6 separate regions of the Mus musculus genome follow, and all the other regions are linked to region 3. A link is a contact called in public HiCAR-type, HiChIP or PLAC-seq and promoter capture Hi-C data. All regions are on one chromosome and are shown on one strand. The core of a region is the stretch at or near the end of the contact, and the rest is flanking DNA. Distances in the headings are between cores, read along the strand shown. Region 1 holds the start of Gpx3 (glutathione peroxidase 3). Region 2 holds the start of Lyrm7 (LYR motif containing 7). Region 3 holds the start of Pdlim4 (PDZ and LIM domain 4). Region 4 holds the start of Cdc42se2 (CDC42 small effector 2). Region 5 holds the start of Shroom1 (shroom family member 1). Region 6 holds the start of Leap2 (liver-expressed antimicrobial peptide 2).

The links. Promoter capture Hi-C pulls out the DNA fragments that hold promoters and counts their contacts. HiCAR-type assays count read pairs that join an accessible place to other places. HiChIP or PLAC-seq counts read pairs in DNA pulled down with a chosen protein or histone mark.
Region 1: a contact with region 3 is called in a promoter capture Hi-C map of liver, with 2.5 times the contacts expected there. The contact joins the promoter of Gpx3 here to the promoter of Pdlim4 in region 3. A contact is called at or near these places in 3 of 39 promoter capture datasets (hippocampal neurons, liver and second pharyngeal arch cranial neural crest).
Region 2: an H3K27ac HiChIP or PLAC-seq map of embryonic stem cells shows a contact between it and region 3, with 4 times the contacts expected there. The contact joins the promoter of Lyrm7 here to the promoter of Pdlim4 in region 3. A contact is called at or near these places in 9 of 39 promoter capture datasets (the 3T3-L1 cell line, 3T3-L1-derived adipocytes, cranial neural crest and 5 more) and 8 of 115 datasets of contacts at active chromatin or transcription factors (the NIH/3T3 cell line, astrocytes, embryonic forebrain and 5 more).
Region 4: a contact with region 3 is called in a HiCAR-type map of astrocytes, with 2.1 times the contacts expected there. The contact joins the promoter of Cdc42se2 here to the promoter of Pdlim4 in region 3. A contact is called at or near these places in 2 of 39 promoter capture datasets (cranial neural crest and second pharyngeal arch cranial neural crest) and 1 of 115 datasets of contacts at active chromatin or transcription factors (astrocytes).
Region 5: a contact with region 3 is called in a promoter capture Hi-C map of the SN4741 cell line, with 2.9 times the contacts expected there. The contact joins the promoter of Shroom1 here to the promoter of Pdlim4 in region 3. A contact is called at or near these places in 5 of 39 promoter capture datasets (the 3T3-L1 cell line, the SN4741 cell line, liver and 2 more) and 1 of 115 datasets of contacts at active chromatin or transcription factors (pancreatic cancer cells).
Region 6: a FOXA1 HiChIP or PLAC-seq map of pancreatic cancer cells shows a contact between it and region 3. The contact joins the promoter of Leap2 here to the promoter of Pdlim4 in region 3. A contact is called at or near these places in 1 of 39 promoter capture datasets (embryonic stem cells), 1 of 115 datasets of contacts at active chromatin or transcription factors (pancreatic cancer cells) and 1 of 9 other capture datasets (adipose tissue).

Annotation. Positions count from the first base shown.
Region 1 is chr11:54,901,588-54,905,043 of GRCm38.p6, reverse strand. It overlaps Gpx3 (glutathione peroxidase 3), which reads right to left and starts at 2,190. Exons shown (of 5, transcript NM_008161.4): 1 at 1,992-2,190. The coding sequence starts at 2,078.
Region 2 is chr11:54,858,195-54,861,876 of GRCm38.p6, reverse strand. It overlaps Lyrm7 (LYR motif containing 7), which reads left to right and starts at 1,280. Exons shown (of 5, transcript NM_029327.5): 1 at 1,280-1,325. The coding sequence starts at 1,308. It overlaps Gm31490 (a long non-coding RNA gene), which reads right to left and starts at 2,063. Exons shown (of 3, transcript XR_879859.2): 1 at 1,837-2,063.
Region 3 is chr11:54,067,739-54,071,162 of GRCm38.p6, reverse strand. It overlaps Pdlim4 (PDZ and LIM domain 4), which reads left to right and starts at 2,146. Exons shown (of 7, transcript NM_019417.3): 1 at 2,146-2,323. The coding sequence starts at 2,231.
Region 4 is chr11:54,785,832-54,789,364 of GRCm38.p6, reverse strand. Cdc42se2 (CDC42 small effector 2) reads left to right here and starts at 1,662. Exons shown (of 6, transcript NM_178626.3): 1 at 1,662-1,805.
Region 5 is chr11:53,455,469-53,459,233 of GRCm38.p6, reverse strand. It overlaps Shroom1 (shroom family member 1), which reads right to left and starts at 2,029. Exons shown (of 8, transcript NM_027917.3): 1 at 1,893-2,029.
Region 6 is chr11:53,421,196-53,424,526 of GRCm38.p6, reverse strand. Leap2 (liver-expressed antimicrobial peptide 2) reads left to right here and starts at 1,391. Exons shown (of 3, transcript NM_153069.3): 1 at 1,391-1,481; 2 at 1,641-1,777; 3 at 2,078-2,346. The coding sequence starts at 1,425. The coding sequence ends at 2,114. It overlaps Aff4 (AF4/FMR2 family, member 4), which reads right to left. Exons shown (of 21, transcript NM_033565.2): 21 at 2,697-3,331.

The DNA of each region.
Region 1 (3,456 bases), core at 941-3,440, 830 kb before region 3:
CAGAGAGGCCTTAATTGTGTGCTAGCTGCCCTAAGAAATGAATAATGGCAACTGCCATGCTTTCTATGGGAGGAGAATAGGGCTCATGCTGGGGGCCCAGGCTAGCATAGGTCGGAGGGTGGTCTTGATAAATGAGCCATAGATTATACTCACCAATTGAGTCCCCAACCCCACCCCCACCCCCAGCTTCCTTCCTCTGGGTTCATAGAATCCCATAGCCCTATTCCTCCACCAGGGAGGCCAGAGAAGAGTACTGAAAGGGAACGAGGAACAAAAGGGGTGGGGCTGGGGGGGAATACACTGAGCTAAGCTTCCTGGATGCCTAGGGCTACTACTGGTCCATGTCTTCCCTATTCCATCTTCCTACACCCATTGGTGAGATGTTGGGAGCATGACAGGTCTGAGAGGTTGGAGATGGCAGCTGGACCCAGCTGGGCCTCTGGCAGTGTGTGACCATCCCTCCCCCTTCTCAGGATTCCAGCCTGTCAACTGTAAGATGGAGTGGGATTCAGGTCCACTTAAGGCCTTTCAGCCTTGACGTCAGCCTGTGCTCCCATGATGCTCTCTGCCTTGTGCAGTCAGTCACCTAGAAACCAGTGGTTACTAGGATGCCACGTCAGCAGCTGGTAGTCCACAGCTATGCAAAGCCTTCTGCAGCTGTAACCTGGACCAGACAGAGGCTTTCCCTGTCCTTGCCCCTCCCTTTGAGTGTAGAGGACATCTTTCAGTGGCTTTATCACACTGGGTCTGCACACGTCCCCTCCCTGTTCCCTTGTTCTGAAGTTGGATCCAGGCAAGCAGTTGAATCCCAGAAGCCAGAGCTGTAATGTGTTAACTCCAAGGACCTGGGAGCTCAGATGGGCATGCCTGGGCTGTGAGGAGCCAGAAGCTTCAGCTAGTTATGAGATAAGATAACACCACACCCTAAGACTTTTCTAGACTGCTCTCTCTCTTCCCTCTGAACTCACCCATCTCTCCTTCATTCTATGGACAGCACAAGGCCAGTGTGCTTTCCTGCAGCCTCCTCAGGACAGGATTCAACCCCCAACCCAAGCAGTTCCCACACTAAAGGCACAGGGCTAGTGCCCCCGTCCACCCCCACCCCATCTCCACACCACACCCCCTAATCAATCTCTCTCTCTCTCTCTCTCTCTCTCTCTCTCTCTCGGACATACAAGATCTTAGAAGGAAGACCCTGAGGATTTTAGAAACTCAAAGCTAGAGCCTACCCAGTTTTGTGCCCACGCATGCAAGTGTGCAGGGGTGCATGGTGTGCATGGTGTGTGTGAAGTTGGGGACCACAGTCTCTTTCTTTGGGTTCATGCTTTCTGCATTCTCACCCTAGGGAAGAGGAGAGGCCTACAGAGCCCACCCAGCACAGGCCTGACCAAGAAGATAAGCATGCCGGGGCATCTGCCCTCAGGCTCGCCATTTCTATTCCAGTTCAGGGTACCACAGCTAGACTAGGAGAGATGAAGCTCCAGAAGACTTCCTGGCCTGGGTTGGCTTCTCTAGCTACAGTGTCTGCTCCATGCATGGCAGGCCAGTGAACTGTGAATAGGGAAAGCAACTGCAGGGTTCCATAGCCTTCCAGCCATCCTCTCCAGCTACGCCCTGCTGATGGAGAAACTGAGGCCCAGAAAGGGATGCGCCCCCAAATAAAAATTCTTCCTGTCACAGATCTCTGCCTCCAGCGCCCTGGGATGAGTGAAGAAACCATCGGCCCACCCTCTTCCCCGGCAATTTTTTTTCAGGATTGTGGCCACCAGCGACCCCAAGATGACAGTGGAAGAAAATGTATAAACTCGGGAAAGACTGCCCTCCTGGGTTAGTACTGCCCTCTGAAGCACGCGGGTCTGTGTTGGAAGAGCGCAGAGACCGAGGGTTACAAGTGAGGCTCTCGGTGCCTCTGGGGAAGCAGTGGCTCTCCCAGTCGCGCAGTGGACACCTGGGTGCCATGGACTCTTCTTGAGCTCCGGAGGTTCACTCACCTTAGACTTCTCTTGTCCCCGGCCCGGCGGAACAAACCCGGCCAGGAGCAGGGACAGAAGGCAGGATGCCCGGAGGATCCGGGCCATGGCGGGCTGGGGCGCGTCTTGGGGTGGCCACCGTCCGTCTGAGGTGTCCGAAGCGCTCAGCCACATTTCAAGCCATCCACTGTGGCCAATCCGCAGCCAGGCGGGGGCTTCCTAGCCAATGGCAACGCGGTTAAGATTTAAAGGGCAAGACATACCCGCCCCTTTTTCCTCCTCTCCCCAGACCGGGGCGACGGTGACACAAGCCTAGGAGGAAGAGAAGGGGGCCCGGCTGCCTGGGAAGAACAGGAGATGGGCGCGGCCAAGGTTCTAGACAACACCCAGGACACAGCTTTTTTCCCCAAGCTCTGAAAACCTAGGGCCCCGAGGACTTAACATAGAACCCGTTAGTGCAAATAATAAGCACTGTGTGAGCCAGGTGTAGAGACTCACGCCTGTAATCGCAGAATCCAAAAAGCTGAAACAGGAGGATTGCGTAGGTTCAGTGCAATCTGCAGCCTTAGCTACAGACTGAGACCCTGCGCCAACTGGGAATGTAGCTTAGTGGTACAGCACTTGACCAGCTCGCATGAGGCCATAGGTTTATTCAATCCCCAGCATCAGCAAGCTAGAGGGATCTGTGAACGTGATTTTAAATTCAGCCTTCTCGGTTAGGTTGTGGGTGACAGCTCAGGAGAGTAGGAACCAGAAAATACACCACCACCACCTTTTTTTTAAATTAGCACATAAAAATTATGTGTCTATCTCTGTGGTCTTAAACTCATTATTTCCCTTCTCTGAGCCTCAGTTTCCTCTACTATAATGATGGGATTGGTTAATGAGCTCTAAGGTCTCCCAGGCTCTGACTATGTGATTTGCTTCTAAGCAGTAGGCCTAGTCCAGGAGTCTCTTGAGTGTACACAACAGGTGTTTAAATATTTGTTGAATCAATCATTAAATCATCAGATTTGTTTGTGCTTTCATATAAGGTCAGGCCAGGCATCTCTAGATTGAGAGCTTCCAGGCTTAATCCGGTCTGCAATAGAGGTTTGGTGCATCCTGCCTTGCTACCACAGTGGGCTGGAGAGCTGTTAGGACAGTCTTGGGCTGCACATCAGAACCACTGTGTTGAGCCTCTGCCTTCAGACTCATTGCAGAAGGGATTCGAAGGCCCCTGACCCCAGTCTTGGTTGTGTGAGTCCTAGATTAGGTGGCCTTCTGAAAAGTTCCTGACTCAGAGATGCCTCGAAGTACCATGCTTTTACTATGATTCAGGGAGTTAATGTGACCCGTGGAATTTGAAATTTTCTGCACTCATAAGGCCTGGCTCTATGGTGGGGCTGGTGAGATGGCTCAGCAGGTAAAAGCCCTCACAAGGCTGTGTAATAAAAGGGCTTGCAACTGATGACTTGAGTTTAATCTCCAGAACCAAGGGTGCAAG
Region 2 (3,682 bases), core at 31-2,530, 790 kb before region 3:
CTCCAGCCATCAATAACAATTTTTAAAAGTTGACAATTATCTTTGTGTTCTTATATAAGACTCCCTAGGCATGGTATTTCACATTTGTAATCCCAGCCTTGGGGAGGTAGAGATGGGAAGATCTCTGAGACCAGGACAGCCAGTCTAGCCTAACCAGTGAGTTCTGGGCCAATTCTAGGTTTTGAACAAGGTAGAAAGCATTCCTGAGGACGAGTACAGGTTTGGTGGTGACAACTTTTATTCCAGCACTCCAGAGGCAGCAGATCTCAAAGTTTGAGGCCAGCCTGATCTATATAACAAGTTCCACACCAGACAGGGTTACTGTGACACCCTGTCTCAAAAGCAGAATTTTTTTTTCCTTTTTGTTTTTTGATTGACACAGAGTCTCATATAGTCTAGACCAGGGCTGTCCTTGAATTCTTGATGCTCCTGACTTTACCTTCCAAATACTGGGTTTTCAAGTATATCCCACCACACTCAGCTTAATCAAAGATTAAGAATCTTTGATTCTTAATAAACAGTCAGTTTTACCTAAAAGTAGCCTAAAATGTTACAGGAATGTTGAACGCAAATGATTGCGGAACAGGAGCAAGGTGGAAATTTTTATCCATGCCTGCAAGTACTAAGTTAAAATGTATATAAATGTTTTATGGTTATTACTATGAAGCTTCTAATAAATTATTTCCTACCTCAGCAAAACCAAAGAACGGGGCAAGATAAGTAGGGCAATAATGCAGAAGGTGAGGAGGCTCTGGGATCAAGGGTGTGAACTTGAGCAGGCAACTCAACCGCACCTTTGGGGGGAATAATTAAGAGAATGTACAAACAGAACGTTCTGGAGTCAGCGTTCTGATATGTATGGGCTGTGGTTGTTAGGACTTAGCTTTTGTTTGCTTACGTTCCCAAGGAGACAGTCACAGCCCGGAAACCTTATAATATAGACACTTAAGAGACGCCCACGCCCTTAAACAAGAGATAAAAAACGAGCAGGTTCCGAGGCCACCCAGTAACAAACAGTGTGCGCGAGCGGCACGCTAGGCGCGGCGGAGTGAAGTCTGCCCCTAACAAACATGGCTTCTCAGCTACTTCCGTCCTCCTGTCCGTAATTTGGCACCGCGGCTTCTCGCGTTTTTATACTTAGCTCTGCTTAGCAAACGCCTGAACTTCCTCCTGCGGGGAAGGCGGGCTAGGAAGGACATGTTGCATTCTGATTGGTTGCTATGCGGAGCGTCGCCAGCTGTGCCCCGGCCCTGATTGGTTGCCAAGAGGGGGCGCCCTCAGAGGCGGAGTCAGCGGCGTGGGGAGCCATGGGTCAGCCCGCCAAGGTGACAGGGCCGGGAGGAGGGTGCAGGGATGCTGAGGCTCAAGACCCCGGCAAGGGAGGGAGGCGACCCCGAGGGGGGCTGAGAGTGTAAGAGGGTGACAACCTTCAGGGGCAATGAGTGGTAGAGGGTGACAATTTTGAGGGCAGTGAGGAGAGACGACCCTATGGACCGTGAATGGAGGAGGTTGATAGCCATGTGGAAGAGTGAATGATGAGGGAGACAACCTGGAGGGGCTGCAGTGGAGAAGGGGGGGACAGTGAGTGAGGAGGGAGTGGATCTCGAGGGGCGCGGAGCGGAGGAGGGTGACAGCCACACGAGACAATGAATGAGGAGGATGGCTGATCCATGAAAGGTAGTGAATAGAGGAGACTGATGACCATAAACCGACCACCTATGCCTTAATAAAGAAGTTCCATAGTAGGAAGACTATAAACAACTAATAAAATCGTAAGAAGTGCTTCAAATTAATAAACAGCATGTTTTGTGAACCTATAAATAGGATTTAACTTACCTAGAGGAATACAGAAATCTCTAGTGGGCGAGAGGCAGCATTGCTGAGCCTACTTGTTGATGGCAAGCCCAGGCAACATAGATCTTGTCTCGAAATTTAAGAATCACGGGGACTTATAGGCAGACACCTGAAGTTTGATTAAGAATTAGGAGGGGCTGGCCTCAGACTTGTAGCTCACACCGGCGGCCAATTCTCAGCAATCTTCATGCTAAGTGCTGGGAATCTGACTCCCGAGCCACTACGCCCAGCTACTTTTTGCGTTTGAAAAGAAGTTTCTTAGTAGGGCTGAGGTTGTATTTAACTTTTAAGTTGGAGCCCTTAGCATTTTCAAGGCATTGGCTTCCATGCCCAACAGTGCATAAATAATAAGTAAAAAGATATGATTAGCTACAATGTAATGCCGGTTCTAGTAGATTTGTGGTAATGAAGATCACATTTTCTTTTAAAATAACTTTTTCAACTATTTTATTTGCAAGGCATGTATGTCTGTGCACCATGTGCATGTCTGGTACTCACAGAGGCCAGAAGAGGGTGTCAGATTCCTTGGAACCGAAGTTACAGGAGGTTGTCAGCTGCAGTATGGCTGATGGGAAGAGCCTGGTTCCTTTGTGAGAGCAGCCAGTGCTTTAACCTCAGAGCCATCTCTCCAGCCCCCATTTTCTTTTTATTAGGATAATGGTCTTAAGCTAGTGGTGCTGTTTTTATATTAATGGACACCCCCACTCCCCAGGAAGTACTATATAAAATTACTCCGATTACTATCCTTTAGTGTTCCACACTGCAGACTTCCTATGGTCTTAAACTTTGGGATCAAGTGATCCTCCCTTCTCCACTTTCTAAGATGCAGGGACATCTAGACACCTAGTCTCGTGTGTGTGTGTGTGTGTGTGTGTGTGTGCGCGCGCGTGTGCGTGTGCGCGCGCGTGTGCTAGTGTGCTTCTGCCTGCCTGCCTATCTGTCTCTTTTTTGTTTGTCTTTTTTTTTTTTTTTTTTTTTTTTCGAGACAGGGTTTCTCTGTATAGCCCTGGCTGTCCTGGAACTCACTTTGTAGACCAGGCTGGCCTCAAACTCAGAAATCTGCCTGCCTCTGCCTCCCGAGTGCTGGGCCTATATGTCTCTTTACCTCTTGCTTAATTTATATTTTATTGTGTAGTGCTGAGAAATGAACTCAGGACCCACTACATTTCAAGCACAGTCTATGTGGTGCCTTTTAAAATTCATATTCCTGGGCTGGAGAGATGGCTCAGCGGTTAAAAGCACTGGCTACTCTTCCAGAGGTCCTGAGTTCAAGTCCCAGCAACCACATGGTGGCTCACAACCATTGTAATGGGATCTGATGCCCTCTTCTGGTGTGTCTGAAGACAGCTACAGTGTACTTATATAAATAAATAAATAAATCTTTTTTTAATCCATATTTCTATCAACAGTCTCTGCCAGGCAATGGGCTCTTATTGCTGAGCACTTTAGAAAAAAACTCCTTTCTCTACACATCACTCAATTCCAAAGCCACCCCCACATGTTTAGGTTGTTATTGTTCCCCATTCCCCCATACCAAGTCTGTTAGTTTCCCGTGATTGGCTAAGCATCCAAAAAAGGAAAAAAAATGGAAATCTGAAATCTTATTTTTTCCATTTCCATGTGTGTACTAATGTGTGCCCATATGCATGTGTATGACGGCTTCTGCTGTTCTCTTACCTCATGTGTCGAGGCAGGGTGACTCAATTAGACCCAGAGCTCTCCACTGTGAGCACAGCTAGTCATCTGCCCTGTATTTTCGTGGGTTCTGAGGATCCAAACTGGTCTTTACCCTTACAGAACAAGCATTGTAACCACTGAGCCATCACCC
Region 3 (3,424 bases), core at 897-3,396:
TACCCTCCAGGACCACAGCCTACCCAGGCCTCTCTCCTATAGGAAGGTGCTTTTAAAGGTGGGCTGCTGATGCTTTCAGGTCAGGGATGTCACCAAGAGCCCACGTGGATGATGACAGCCACAGGCCTGGATATCTATCGTGCATCCTTCTAACCTGCCCAGGCTCTGCACAATGCTGATATAGCAGAATCTAGAACCATCCTCCCCACTCCCCCCTCATCTCCAACCCCGTGAGAGAAGCCTCTGAAGAAAGATGGCAGCGAGGTCATCCTCAGGAAGGCCCTCCTCCAAGAAAGTAATGTGAGTATTCAAGATGGGAAAGACAAGTCTTGGGGAGGTGCAAATCAATCGAGAGAAACAAGAACATCTGGGAAAAAAAGTTCCCAGAATCCACTATGAGGTGCATTGGAAAGGGAGTTTCCACAGATTCCTGAAGAACTATGTTCGTCTCCCCACCACTCCCCACCTCCCCTGCAGCAAGGTTCATTGCTGTCACATATACTGTGGCTCTTGAGGGTCCAGATGAGAGGTCTCTGACCACGGCCCATGCTCTACATTCAACCCTCAGGACAACCAGTGGTTGGTGGTTGAACCCCTTCTACTCCACTTAGAAGGATCCAATGGCTGGGAGCATCTGGTTGCCAGCCCCCAGAGACCATGCAGGGACCATTCTGTCGGTCCTTCCCATATGCCTGTCAATGTGGGACCCCTGTTTGCATGAAGCCGAGCACAAACCTCTGCCACACAGTATTGCGAGCCCAACATCTGTGTGTCCCTCTCACTCTCCACACACTCAAGCATGCATCCGTGTCACACACTCAATCCATGTCACTCCTCTCCCACCTGAGGGGATAGCAGCACCCTCCCTACCAGGAGGACATCCCGGCCTGGGACCTCCTACTTGGTACCTCTCAAGCGGCCTGGGATCTCCTACTTGGTACCTCTCAAGTTGTCCTACTCTTTGTCACCAGGAAGACATCAGGACAGACACCCCTACATTGTAGCTCTCTGACAGTTCTTCTCTTTTCCAGATGTAGGAGATTCAGTGGTCCCTCTCATCTCTTACCCTGTGAGCATCAGCATCACACACACACAGTCCGAGTCACTCACGTGTCACATGTCACAACAGGGTAAGAGAGAACACAGGGTTGCCAAGAATATTGACTAACTAGGATCTTGCCTCCTCTGGGTATGGAGAAGCAATTGATGGCTGATGTGGTCAGACTGAGGTACCCAGAGAGTAGTCTGGCCAAACCATTGTACCTCCAGAAGCTGTTAAAGGACATCCGGGCACACAGTGGTTGGAAGTGAAGACTTGGGGAAGAGAGGAGCCCTGGAGAGTGGGGTGGGGGCGAGCTCCAAATACTTCTGCTCCTCCACTGGGAGACAGGCACTGCTCCAGCCTGCTCTCCTTTCCAGAAAGCTAAGAGATACAACACCCCTGGCAGACAAGATGACCTGAAGGGAGATGGAAACAAGACAAGGCCCAAGAAGCCGAGGGTGGGGGGTGGGGTACCTGGAAAAAAAAAACATGCGCCTTGCTTCTAGATGCCAGAAAAAGGTCAACTCCTCTAGGAGATCAGCTTTGCCTTTGCAAACTAGTTTGGGCACCTTTCTATTTCTACTGCACCCACGCCCCCCGTAGCCCACCAAATAGATCCATGGCCTGCTGCTGTCTTGGGTCTGTGTCCCTAGTCCAGGGCTTCTCAAGCCCAAGGTTCTAAGTGTGCCGGTGTTCAGAGGGTTCCATGCGCTGAAAGGTGGGGAGGCAGGTTGGCCCGCCAGAACGTGGAAGTGGTTTGGGAACAAGGCACGGCCCCATCCCCCATCAGAGCCACCGCAGTCCTGCATCCCTCCCCGGGCTAGAGCACCGGCCCGTAAAAGCGACTTCAAAGGGCCGGTGCCTAGTGTCTGAGTTTCCACAGCCTGCTCGGCTCCTCAGCCAGGCAGAACTCAGACATCCAAGCGGACCCTATTCTGGGGGCTTCAATAAGCGGGTGGGGGGTGCGGGGTTTAGCCTGGGAAAGTGAGGGGCGGGTCCTCGGAGCCCCCAAAGTGGGAGGGTCGGGAGTCCGCGGGACCAATCGGTGTGCGCGCGGGGCGCGGGCACGAACGGAGGGGGGATCGGGGGCGGGCAGCCCGGGGGCGGGGCGCGGCGGCCAGGCGGCGGCAACAGCGGCGGCGACTCCTCCGTGTCCGGCTCCAGCTCTGGCTGCAGCTCCGGCCCGCGATGACCCACTCGGTGACCCTGCGCGGCCCTTCACCCTGGGGCTTCCGCCTGGTGGGCGGCCGGGACTTCAGTGCTCCCCTCACCATCTCGCGGGTGAGTCCGACCCCCGCGGGGCAGCGGGGTAGTCCCGGGGCTTAGACCTTGTCCTTGTAGTAGACCCAGGACCCAGATCCTCGACGTGTCGAAAGCTTGAAAGCAGAGTGTTGGTCTTGGTGACCCACATAATGTGAAGGGGGGTTCCAGCAGGGCAACACAGTCCCACCCCGCTTCCCGCACAGCCTGCCTGCCCCGTTTGGTGGTGAGAATCCCCAAGAGTTCATACACCAACTTCCCGCTGCTAAGTTTCTTTAGGGGAAGTTGCTGTGGGCCAGGGAAGAACCCTCAGACATGGGCCAGGAGTCTGGACAGCTCTACAGAGGCCCAGAAACTCCTCAGATCCAACCCTGCCTGAAGTTTTGGGGCAAAGTAACTGAAAACCCACTTCCCCTGTTAAAGGTCCGGGTGGCCTTAGGAGGGTCTTGCTGTCCTCGGAAGTCCACCCACTTCCCCACTCTGAACTTCAGTTTCTCCTCTCTGGCCTCAGTCACTCTGGGGGAAGTGACCAAGAGGGACTGTTAGCTTCCAGGCAAGGGGGAGACAATGAGGCATGGTTCCCCCTCCTTACAAACCAACACAAAGCCATGGACCAGGACAGCCTCAGCCCAGTTCCCCACGGGTCCCAGGATCATACCCTGCTCCTAGATCTAAGGCAGAGGCAAAGAGGAGGGGGCACAGCCCTGGAGAGGGAGTTGGTCTGAAGATAGAGCAGGGAGGAGCTCCGGCCTGAGGCAGGGATTCCCCAGCCTTGGAGCCAAAAGAGAAGAGAACCCAGGCTCTGCCCTTAGTGGCTCTGGGTCCAGAAGGAGGGGACAGATGTGGACATCCCTTCACCCCACAGAGGCTGCTTGAGTCTTTGGGGAAGTGTGTCGGGGGACTGGAGAACCACTTTGCTGCTTCTTCTGGCCCTGAAGGCTGGGCTAAGCTTTCGAGATTTCTTTTTCAGTTCTTGGGAAGAGGTAGTCACTGGGTGGGTGTGGAATTGTGGAATCCTCTATATGGGGGCCTGGGTGACAGGCAGGACCAGCTGTCCTAGGAGGCTTCCAACATCTGTCTTTACCACTAGGTCCCTGGGGCCAAGTGAGGTATGCCTTCAGC
Region 4 (3,533 bases), core at 413-2,912, 720 kb before region 3:
GTTAAAATCTAATGGTTGGTTGACTGGCAGAAAGTGGAATCAAGAGGAAACTGAAAATAAAATTGATTATTTTTGTTGTTGAACATCTTGGGGGTATTTAATTTTTTTTTCATTTCCTCTAGGCACTTGGGACTGATTAGTTGATTAGAACAGTTATCCCCAGCCTCAAAGGTCTGCATGTGTGTGGTACTCACCAAGCCAGAGCAAGGCCCTGGGTTTCACCTACAGCACTGCAGAAATCAAATCCAGCCAACCCAAACACCCAGCTTCTAGTGGGGAAGACAGGAGCAAAATTAACAGAATAAATTGTGCAGACTGTTCTGGGAACAGGAGAACAAGGGCAGATAGATGGGGGAAGGATTGAGCCTGTAGCAATGTAAAGAAGTGGGTTTAGGCTACGCATCATTGTTAAAGAAGATCTGAGTGGAGTTGAGGGGAGAAGGCAGACATTAGAGAATGTCCTAGTCCCTGAGTATAGACTGGACATTGCAAGCACCAGTGAGACTGGAGATGAATTCTGAGACCTATAGGGAAAAAAAAAAATCTCAGAGGCTTTGTCAGCCATTGTAAAGATGTTATCTTCTACAGTAACGGGAACACTGGTGGATTTTGATCGGATGAGACATGAGCTGACTCTCCTTGCGGGAGGATATTCTCCCTCTTGTTTTGACAACACAGTTTGTTGATGGTGGTCAGGGAGGTCATTTAAGAAAGCCACTGAAGTGTGACTGGGACCACGGATGACAGAAACAATGTAGATGAACAGTCTGATTTTCTTTTTGTTTGAATGTAGAACCACGCCAATTACCCTTATGGACAGAATGGATGTGAAATTGAGAATAAGAGGAACCAAGGAGTACTCCAGTTTTGTCACTGAACAAGCTAGAAATTTCCTATCAATAGTGATGGTCATGCAGCTCCCTGTCTGAGTATGTGTGGCTAGATTTCAGTGGGAAGGCGTCCATTTGTTTCTTGCTTCTGGGTGCCTAAAGTGTAAAGTTAATGTAGTCATAAAATGTGGTGGCTGAGGCAGGAGGACTGCTGTGAGTTCCAGGTCAGCCAGGGTTCTACTCCAAAAGTCCTTAAGCTTGTGACATACACTAGTAATCCCAGCGCTTGGGAGACGGAGGCAGGAGGATCACAAGATCCAGGCCATCCTTACCTATATAGTGAGTTTGAGGCCACTCTGGGGCTACAAAAAGGCCCTCCCTCAAACAACGTCAAAGCAAAACCAAAAAAAAAAAAAAAAAAAAAAAACCAAAAAAAAAAACGATCCCACAAGAAGTCACAGAGACGAACTTTTCAAATGCCAGGTAGATATTCTTGACTCTCCAATGAGTCAGTGATTCTGATTCCTTGAAAGTAACGTGATCTGAGCGTGAGAGACATCTGGTGCTGGCCAGCTCTGCCTAGCAGCGCCTTGCTCGCCCGGGCACGTCTACGGCTGGATCCGGACAGGAAGGTGCTGTGGCGCGAGGCAGCGGCATCCATCTTCCCCGTAGCCCACCCAGCGGTCACTCTTTGCGCGCCTAGCATCCCCTAGGTCTCGCCACTCCCTCACTGGGCGGGGCCTCACAGCTACCAGCCCGCCTACTGGGGGGGGACAGGGCGTGTCCTTGTAGTGGGGGCGTAGCCGCGCAGCCGCACACACCGCTTGTGGCTCCGCCTCTGCGCGCCAGAGCCTAGGCGGGAGGGCGGAGCCCGAAGCGGGGAGCGCAGCTGCTTGGTGTGTGGAGATCCTGGAAGCTTCGGAGCCGGCGCTCGGAGCCGCGCGGCTGGAGCAGGCGGCGGAGACAAAGGCGACGGTGAGTGAGGGAGAGGGCCCCACGTTGGCCCCGCCGCCCGAGGCGCCAAGTGTAGGGTCGCCACTCGGAAGGTTGAGGGCGAGCGCGGCCCGGGCCTCTCCGCGCTGCGGACTGGGGCAGCAGACTGGGGCTGCGGACTGACTGAGGCTGCGGCGGCTCCATTTTCCAGTCTGGGCGAGGTCCTCACGCGAGGACCGGCGTATGGTTCTCTTCATTCTCCGTGAGGCCAGCTTTCACCGTAGCCTGCACCTTCCCGATGGGGGAGGCGCTACGGACCCCTCCCCCAGTCCGCAGCCCCGCCAGTCTGGACCGGCGCGGAGCGGCTGGGCTCCCGAACCCCGACTCCCGCCCGGCCTGCCTGGGACCCCGAGAGAGGAAGCCGGGCCACTGCCTCGCAGTCGCTGCGGCGACTCTTACAGGTTGTTGCACCGGGAGCTCGCGGCCACGGTGGTGAGCATTACTAACGGGTGTGGTAGGTAGCGGCTCGCTGACGTCCGCATTTCGAGCTGAGGAGCAGCCCGGTGCCGGCTGATTTCAGGCAACCCTGGGAATTCCGTTTTAGCGGCAGTGATTGCTACTGCCGAGCTTTCCTGGAGGAGTTTGGTAGTGATGTGCAGAGCGCAGCACTGAGACGTTCTGGGCCTGGGAGTACAGCTCAGTGGTAGGGAACTTGCCTTGCATGTAGGAGGCGGCCCAGAGTAGTTCAGTTCCCCAGTACTCCCACCCGCCACAAAAAGAGGGGGGGGGGGGAAGAAAGAAAGAAAGAAAATTAAATGCTCTTAAAGGACCCTTGCTTAGTAAAATATTGATATAATGAATGAATCTTAAAACACCACACAGAACTGTTCCTACTAGTAAGATGAGGCACATAGCTTCTTGACTCAGATAAAGGACTATTGGAAAGAATGCCTAGCAAGTTTCTGTCCCCCATCCCCATGTAAACTATTAATAATTAGTTGGTCATTATTGCCAGCCAGCATAGCAGATAGTACCTTTGAGATGTGAAATTTTTGAGAGAAGTTGGCTTACAGATTTCTGTTTCTCAGCAGGCCTGATTTCTCCTTTTCTTTGAAAATAATTGAGAAAGATGTTTGGGGTGCATTTTGAGGTCTAGCTTTCTATGTAGTAGGAGTAAAGATGTGTGTGGGCTTTGGAGGGACTGTGGCATGGTCAGTCTTGGATCTCTATGAGCCAGGGAGAGAGAGCTCTGAACTTTAGGGGAGGGGATCTAATGTCGCCTTGGTGGTTAAACATCACAGTTTACCCAGCATACTCATTAGACACATATTAAGCACAGAGAGATTTTTGAATTCTGTTTGTGGAAGGGAACAAAACCTGGAAATGTTTCTCTCTTAAGCTTGAGCATGAAGTTCATTATGTAGTATCGATGTAGCAAGTAAGGACCTCCCCAGACCCCTAGGGCTACTTCACTTGGAAAAATGGCTGGTGAACTTCAGGAAGTGTTCATTCATAGCATCCTACTTAAAAGTTAATGAGTAACTTTTTAAGGCCACGATTATTGGGTTATGGTTTCATTTGTCAGCTTAATAAAAATCCCAGTAGGTTTTAAAGCGACAGGAAGAATGGTTTCAACAAGATGGTGTTTTATTTTTCTCCTGAACTAGATTTTGATGCAGTGTTTTTATTGATAGTGTGATTCCAGTTCTGTTTCAGTAATAATCTTTGTAATAACATTTTCTGTATTAAAAAAAAAAATCTCTGCTCTGT
Region 5 (3,765 bases), core at 780-3,279, 610 kb after region 3:
AGAGTAGGCATGGCCCTGCTGGAGTAGGTGTGGCCCTGCTGGTGTAGGTGTGGCCTTGTTGGAGTGGGCGTGTCACTGTGGGTGTGGGCAATAAGACCCTCAGCCTAGCTGCCTGGGAGTCAGTATTCTGCTAGCAGCCTTCAAGTGAAGATGTAGAACTCTCAGCTCCTCCTTCACCATGCCTGCCTGGATGCTGCCATGTTCCTGCCTTGGTGATAATGGACAGAACCTCTGAACCTGTAACCCAGCCCCAATTAAATGTTGTCCTTATAAGAGTTGCCTTGGTCACGGTGTCTGTTCACAGCAGTAAAACCCTAACTAAGACATTCACCATGTGGAAGGTGACAATGGACTCCTGAAAGTTCCCCTCTGATGTCCATAACACGCTGTGACACTCATGCTTATACTAACACACACACACATTAAAGTCATTAATGAAAACGCCAATTTATAATGAGCCATTAAACACGTACATATATCTGTTTTCTTATTGCCCCTAACTTATCTAAGGGGTGCTATTACATGGGGTCTCTGTCCATGCAGGATTCCCATATTGTGCCCTTTGTAGGGCTTGCTGTGCCACCAGGGCCTTGGAGCCTCAGGACAAACAACACAGAATTTTGACATTTGTCCCCGGAGCGGGGATTGCAGTAGAGTCTGCTAGAAAAATAGGCTGGGATCCTGGCTGTGGAGGAAGGTACTTGTTACCTGACAAAGGAATAAGGGGGCTCGGGGCTCAGAACTAGGGCTCTTGAGGGTGGAAACACCAGACCTGAAGGATGAAGCTGGCACTGGGGGCTGAATCTCGAGTGAAGGTGGACCCAGGCAAGCAACCAGACGTGGGACTTCAGGCAAGGTTTGTTGGGAAATTTGATAAAGACAATTTTCAGTGGGCAAAACCAGACCAAGGCAACACATGTAAGTCCAGGTCAGGGAACAGGAGAGGCACTGGAGAAAAGTCAAGCTCCGAGCTAATCGGGAATGAAACAGTCCTCTCAAGGGCCACCTCCCATCTGTCTTCCTGTGAGGACCTGTGCAGGCCTTTCCTTGCCTCCAGCCTTCCCTCAGTACCTGGAGGGCTGTTAACTGCACTCCCTGACTCTCCTTAGAGTCAGAGGTTCAGGGTTCAATGCTCAGATCTTAAATCCTAGCATTCCAGGCTAGGTCTGATGGGTGAGCTTTCAGGCAAACTCCTTGGTTCTCTTTTCTAGTCTCCAAAGCTATGGGTGACATTGCACCCCTGTGAGACATCTATTTTACAACATAGTAGCTGGTTATACAGTCTCTGCTGGTCTTGGGCAGACTCTGTGAGACGCAGGTTCCAGGAGGTGTAGAAAAAGCAGAGGGTGAATGACACCTAGGTAAAGATGGTCACTGCCATGGGTACAGCACATACCCCAGGGCAAAAGCTAAGCCCTGGGGACCACAAGGGGCAGCAGAACCACACAAAGAGGTGAGGAAAGAGGCGCTTGGAACACTAGGAGAGCGGGTGGCCTCTGATCAGTGCATTTCTAGGCCTTTTCAGTGGGGTTCACGGTCCGGGAAGATCGGGGGATTGGGAGGGACCCGGATTCTCCAGCAATCGAAGCTCAAGAACAGAGGGTCCTGAGACGGACGCCACTGTGTACATTGCGTCCCTGCAACAGCTGGGCCACCTGGACAGCTCTGTCCCCTGCCAGGCCTGGCCGAGAGTAAAGGTGCGCAGGGGCCCGATTCCACTGGCGCGGCCGGTCTGGACTCCGGGTCGGAAGGTCCAGACAGAATGACGGTCAGTCAGGCTGCTTCGCGGCCACCGCTGTCGCCGCCCCGACCCTCCCGTCCTTGTCTCCCTTTTGGGAAGCAGATCTGTGGACCACGCGCTGTGTGTCCCCTCACCCGGTCCCGCTGCGTACCTGTGGCTCCAGCCCGAGACGCACTTCAGGGCGCCGGCGATCCCTCAGTGACATCCGAGCCCTGGGCTCCAGCTCCCGACGCCACCTCCAGTCTCCGGCCGCAGCAGGGGAGGCGCCACCTCCGGCCGAGGAGGGGCCGGAGTCTGGAGTGGCGGCAGGGCTGCGGGAGCCGCGCCCCTTCCTCTTGCGATTCTGTACGTGGCCCTAGTCCCCGGCCCTGGACCTCTAACCACCGCAGAGAACTCGAGCCGGAGGGCGATCGAAATCCTCCAAGCACTGCCGGATCCGCAGGCAAGACTTATGGACCAGCAGGCTCCTCAGTGCGGAGGTCAAACCCTCCCGGAGGCAACAAAGGCTCACCTTCCTTTCTTCTTCTTCTTTTAACCTTTAAAAAAATTACATTTATTTATTTACTTAATAATTTGGGAAGTAAGTAATGGGGGAAGCTCCCTTGTGGAGAAGTCGGTACTTTTCTTCCACCCTGTGGAGTACTAGATTCCAACTGTGAAGATCTGGTTTGGTGACATGAACATTTATCCACTGGACCATCTCTCCCGGCCGGTTCTCTTAAACTCCACGATGAAAACAGATGTGCCTGGAGTTCCTGCCTCATGCTCTCTCTCCCTCTGAGTGTGCTTTAGATGGCTGGCTACCTGATCAACTCTGCTCTTCAGACCCACATTTCCAAAACCATGCCACCTACTGGACTCTTTCCACAGGCTCTCCTCTCCTGTCTTTGTCTCCTCGCTTCCCATAGCTCCCTCCACCAGACCCACACCGAACGGAGCCCTGAACTTATGTGCTCGAATCTGCTACTAGGAGTGGGGTCTTCACCTTTTGGTAAAGACTTTGAACTCCTAAACTCCCGTCTGTACATCCTGAGTGCTGGAGTCTTTTTTTCAGCTCAGATGACCGGTGCCACCTGGTCCTCATTCTCTGTGTGTGTGGTGTATGCATGTGTACCTCTCGAGATTGGGTCTTTTCTTTTCTTTTTCTTTTTTTTTTTTTTTTCCGTTTTTGATTTTTCAAGACAGGGTTTCTCTGTATAGCCCTGGCTATCCTGGAACTTACTTTGTAGACCAGGCTGGCCTCAAACTCAGAAATCCGCCTGTCTCTGCCTCCCAAGTGTTGGGATCAAAGGTGTGCGCCAACACTGCCCAGATACTATTGGGTATTTTATTCTATCATTTCTACACCTTATTTTTTGAAACAAGGTCTCACACAGAAGTCATCAATTTGGCTAGACTAGCTGGCCAGCCAACTCCATGAGTCTGCCTACACACACACACACACACACACACACACACACACACACACACACACACACACCACATGTCCCCTGCACTGGGTAACAATGTAAGCTGTGGCACCTAGCTTTTCCCTTAGCTACTGCAGACCCAAGCTCAGCTCCTCATGTTTGAGTGGCAAGCACTTTGCCCACTGCCCCACTGCCCATTCGTCTCATGGTCAGCAAGCTCTGTGACTCCAACTCTGTAAAAGTCTGTCCATTTGAGGACTCTGGAGAACTTGCCCAAGTCTCAGAAAGCACAGAGCCACAGAAGAGGAGAGACATCTAGATTCTCATTTTTATGTAAGTCTCCTTACATAGCCTAGGCTGGCCTGAATCTAGAGTTTCAGACAGCTGCCACATGGAAGCTGGGAACCAAACCTAGATCCTCTATTGGGATAGCAAGTGTTCCTAACCATTCAGTTGTCTCTCCAGTCTACCATATACAAATGAAAGAGACAGAGACAGAGACAGAGACAGAGACAGAGTCAGAGACAGAGACAGAGACAGAGACAGGCAGAGGGAGGGGGTTGGTGAGAGGGAGAGAGAAACTAGTTGCAAAAGCAACGGTTTGAGAAAAGTCAC
Region 6 (3,331 bases), core at 142-2,641, 650 kb after region 3:
CCTTCAGCACTTCGGCAGTTCCTCCATTTTTGCCTTGACAAAGAAACAAGATTTTTGTCCAAATGCTTAATCATGAAGATGAAAAGAGCCTTTGGAAAGATTATGTGAGATATCAGATCAGGAAGAGAGAAATCTATTTGTAATTTTTGTGTGTGTGTGGTTTCTTATGGTCATACGGAGATCTAAGCTCCTATGCACATCCTGATTTCAATCTCAGCTTTCCCTCTCAAAAATTTTAAAACTACCATGGCTGAGTATAGTGGTCCACTTCAAAGACTGCAGCAGGACTATAAAATTGGGCTAGCCTGGGCTATGTGGTAAGCTGTTACCAACATCAAAGGTCTTGCCATTTAGTACCCATAATCACTCACATTCAGTACACTTCAGTGTTAGCCTAGAAACCTACAGGGATTCTTGCCTACTGTTTGGGCTTCAGATTCTTGCCAGTGTTTGGGCTTCAGACTCAGTTTACCACCTGCTGCCCTGAGGCTGCTGAAAGTGCTCCACCAAAGCCCGAACTACATGATTCATTTGGTGTTGTCAGTACCTAAGCTGTAATGACACCAAGTTAAGAGTTTCTGCAGCCAGGCGTGGTAGCGCATGCCTTTAATCCCAGCACACTTGGGAGATAGAGACAGACGGATTTCTGAGTTCGAGACCAGCCTGGTCTACAGAGTGAGTTCCAGGACAGCCAGGGCTACACAGAGAAACCCTGTCTCGAAAACCAAAAAAAAAAAAGTTTCTGCTACCTCCTCCCTCGTGTGTCTTTAAAAACGAAGACCTAAGGATAGGTACAGTTTGAGCTCCTTATAGCCAGGTCTCTACTAAGATGGCAGTGTAGACTGATGGGGGAACTAGAGCACCATAGACAGTCTGTTTACATCTCCTCCCTAATTGCCTGTACACAACAGGTCAGTGGGTTTTGCCTAGAAAAGCTCAGAGGTCAACATTACTCCTGAAGACTTTATTAGAATCCGATTTTGATTATAACCATCTCACTGAGCTATTTTAAGAATTTTTCCTTCACTCTGGGAATTGAACCAGGGGATCACACACGTCCCCACTGTTACATTCCCAGCCTGCTGAGTTATCTTAAAAGTATGGCAAGGTTCCTAGTCTCCCTCATGGATTCACATGGCTTTCAGAGGCAAGGTAGGACAATGCTGATTTCTGATAAGATGGGTGTAAGGGTCCAGACCAGCAACACCATCAAAGTCCACGAGCAGTAAGCACAGTGTGCCTGGAGTGTAGTCCTTGAGTACATTCTCTGGGTACACATTAACTGATTACATCGATCCTGATTACAAACAAACTTTGCCCCATCTCAGCTGGCAACCATGAGAAAGGCAGATAGGTGTCGGTCTATAAAAGGAAACGGGAACTGCCCCCTGGCTTTCAGACTCCAACATCATTCTTTTGCCAAGATGCTACAGCTAAAACTCTTTGCAGTGCTCCTGACTTGCCTGCTGCTGCTGGGTCAGGTAAGGAAGGAAACAGTAGTGGCGTGGAATTCCAAGTCAGACTCAGTCCTTAGAAATGCAGTTCGATCTCCTGCAACCTGCAAAGGGCCCTTCTTCTGAGGCTGTGCAGCAGAGGGTGGGTGCTTCCTCAGCTAAAGTGAGTATGCCTTTGCTCTACAGGTCAATAGTTCCCCAGTACCAGAAGTGAGTTCAGCAAAGAGATCCCGGAGAATGACCCCATTTTGGAGAGGGGTTTCCCTCAGGCCCATTGGTGCCTCGTGCCGGGATGACTCTGAGTGTATCACAAGACTATGCAGGTATTTGATGATCCCAGGTACAGGGTGGACCAGAGAGCACTGGGAAAGCTGGGAGAGATGAGATCAGAAAACAGAGACCCAAGGGTAAAGCTGAAATTAGTGGTGTGGGGTGGGGGTGGGGGTGGGGGGAATATATGAAGCTGTGAACTCCATGGAGGGGATTCCGTGACAGTCAAGAACCATTCAGATTCCTAACACTGAACGACAGATGAAACAAGGAATAATGGAGGCAGCAGAGGTGTCCCAGGGCTCCTTAGGTCTACATCCAATCTTAATCACTTCTTTTCTTCCCCCCACTAGAAAAAGACGCTGTTCCCTAAGTGTGGCCCAGGAGTGATGTCCATACTGGGGAAGAGTCACCTCCAACAGTGATCTGTTCTGGGGAATATTGTTAACGACATTTTGGTTGGAGATAGATAAGTGAAGTAGTCTTTGTTTTTAATATTTAAAGACGGATACTTGCTTTAAACTGGTCTCCATTTCTTATTAGAATGTTGTTGATTTGTACATAGACATAACTTTGTCAGAGTTTATTTTTCTATAAATACTATTAAATGTCTCAAATCTAAGTTCTGGCAGTCTGGAATTGACACTTCACTGAGTCACTTCATCCATTATAGGGAGTAGTAGTGGCTCCCTAACCAGTGGTGCTGCTCCACCTGGGAGTGTGGTGAGCACCCACTCCTCAAAGAATCTCATGACAGAGGCAATGCAGAAGCTAACAATAGTGAGTCTTGGCAGAGCAGAAGTCGTGGCTCTTTACAAAGAACTCTTTAGGCTGGTGTGTACCATCTGAAGATGTGTAAGTTTGTCTATAACTTTATGAACATGAAATAGAACCCCCCATGCCCCAAAGCCAGGCATGGTAGCACATGCCTTTAATCCCAGTACCAGGGAGGTGGAGGCAGAGGCAGAGGCAGGCCAATCTCTGTAAGTTCAAGGACAACCAGGTATATACAGTGAGTTCCAGACTAGCCAGGGCTACATAATGAAACCCTGTCTCAGAAAAACAAGAATAAAAAGAACCAATACATAAATAGTAAAAATAAATAATAGTGTACATTCTTTTTTTTTTCTTTAATAGTGTATGTCTTAAGAGCATCAAGAAAAGATTAAAGATGTCTGTTGGTGCAGGATAACTGAGACTCACGGACACGGACCCATGGCCATGCACCCAAAATTTTTTTTAAAAATTTACTTTATGTGCTTTGTCTGTATTCATGTCTGTGTAAGGGTGTTAGAACCCGGGCAACTGTAGTCACAGACAGCTGTGAGCCACCATATGGTTGCTGAGACTTGAACCTGGGTCATCTGGAAGTGCAGGCAGTGGCCCTTAACTTCTAAGTCATCTATTCAGTCCAGAATCCAAAATTTCTGTAACCAAAAACTGAGATCTGTGCTGGCGGGGCCAGACCTTTGCAGAGTCAGACTGAACCCTAAGACACAAAGAGCAACTACACAAGAGATCACAGCAGCAGCTGAAGAAGCGAGAGCACAGTGCATGCAAACGTAGTACAGAAAAGCTAGCTGATATTTATTAAACTTAGTTTCTCC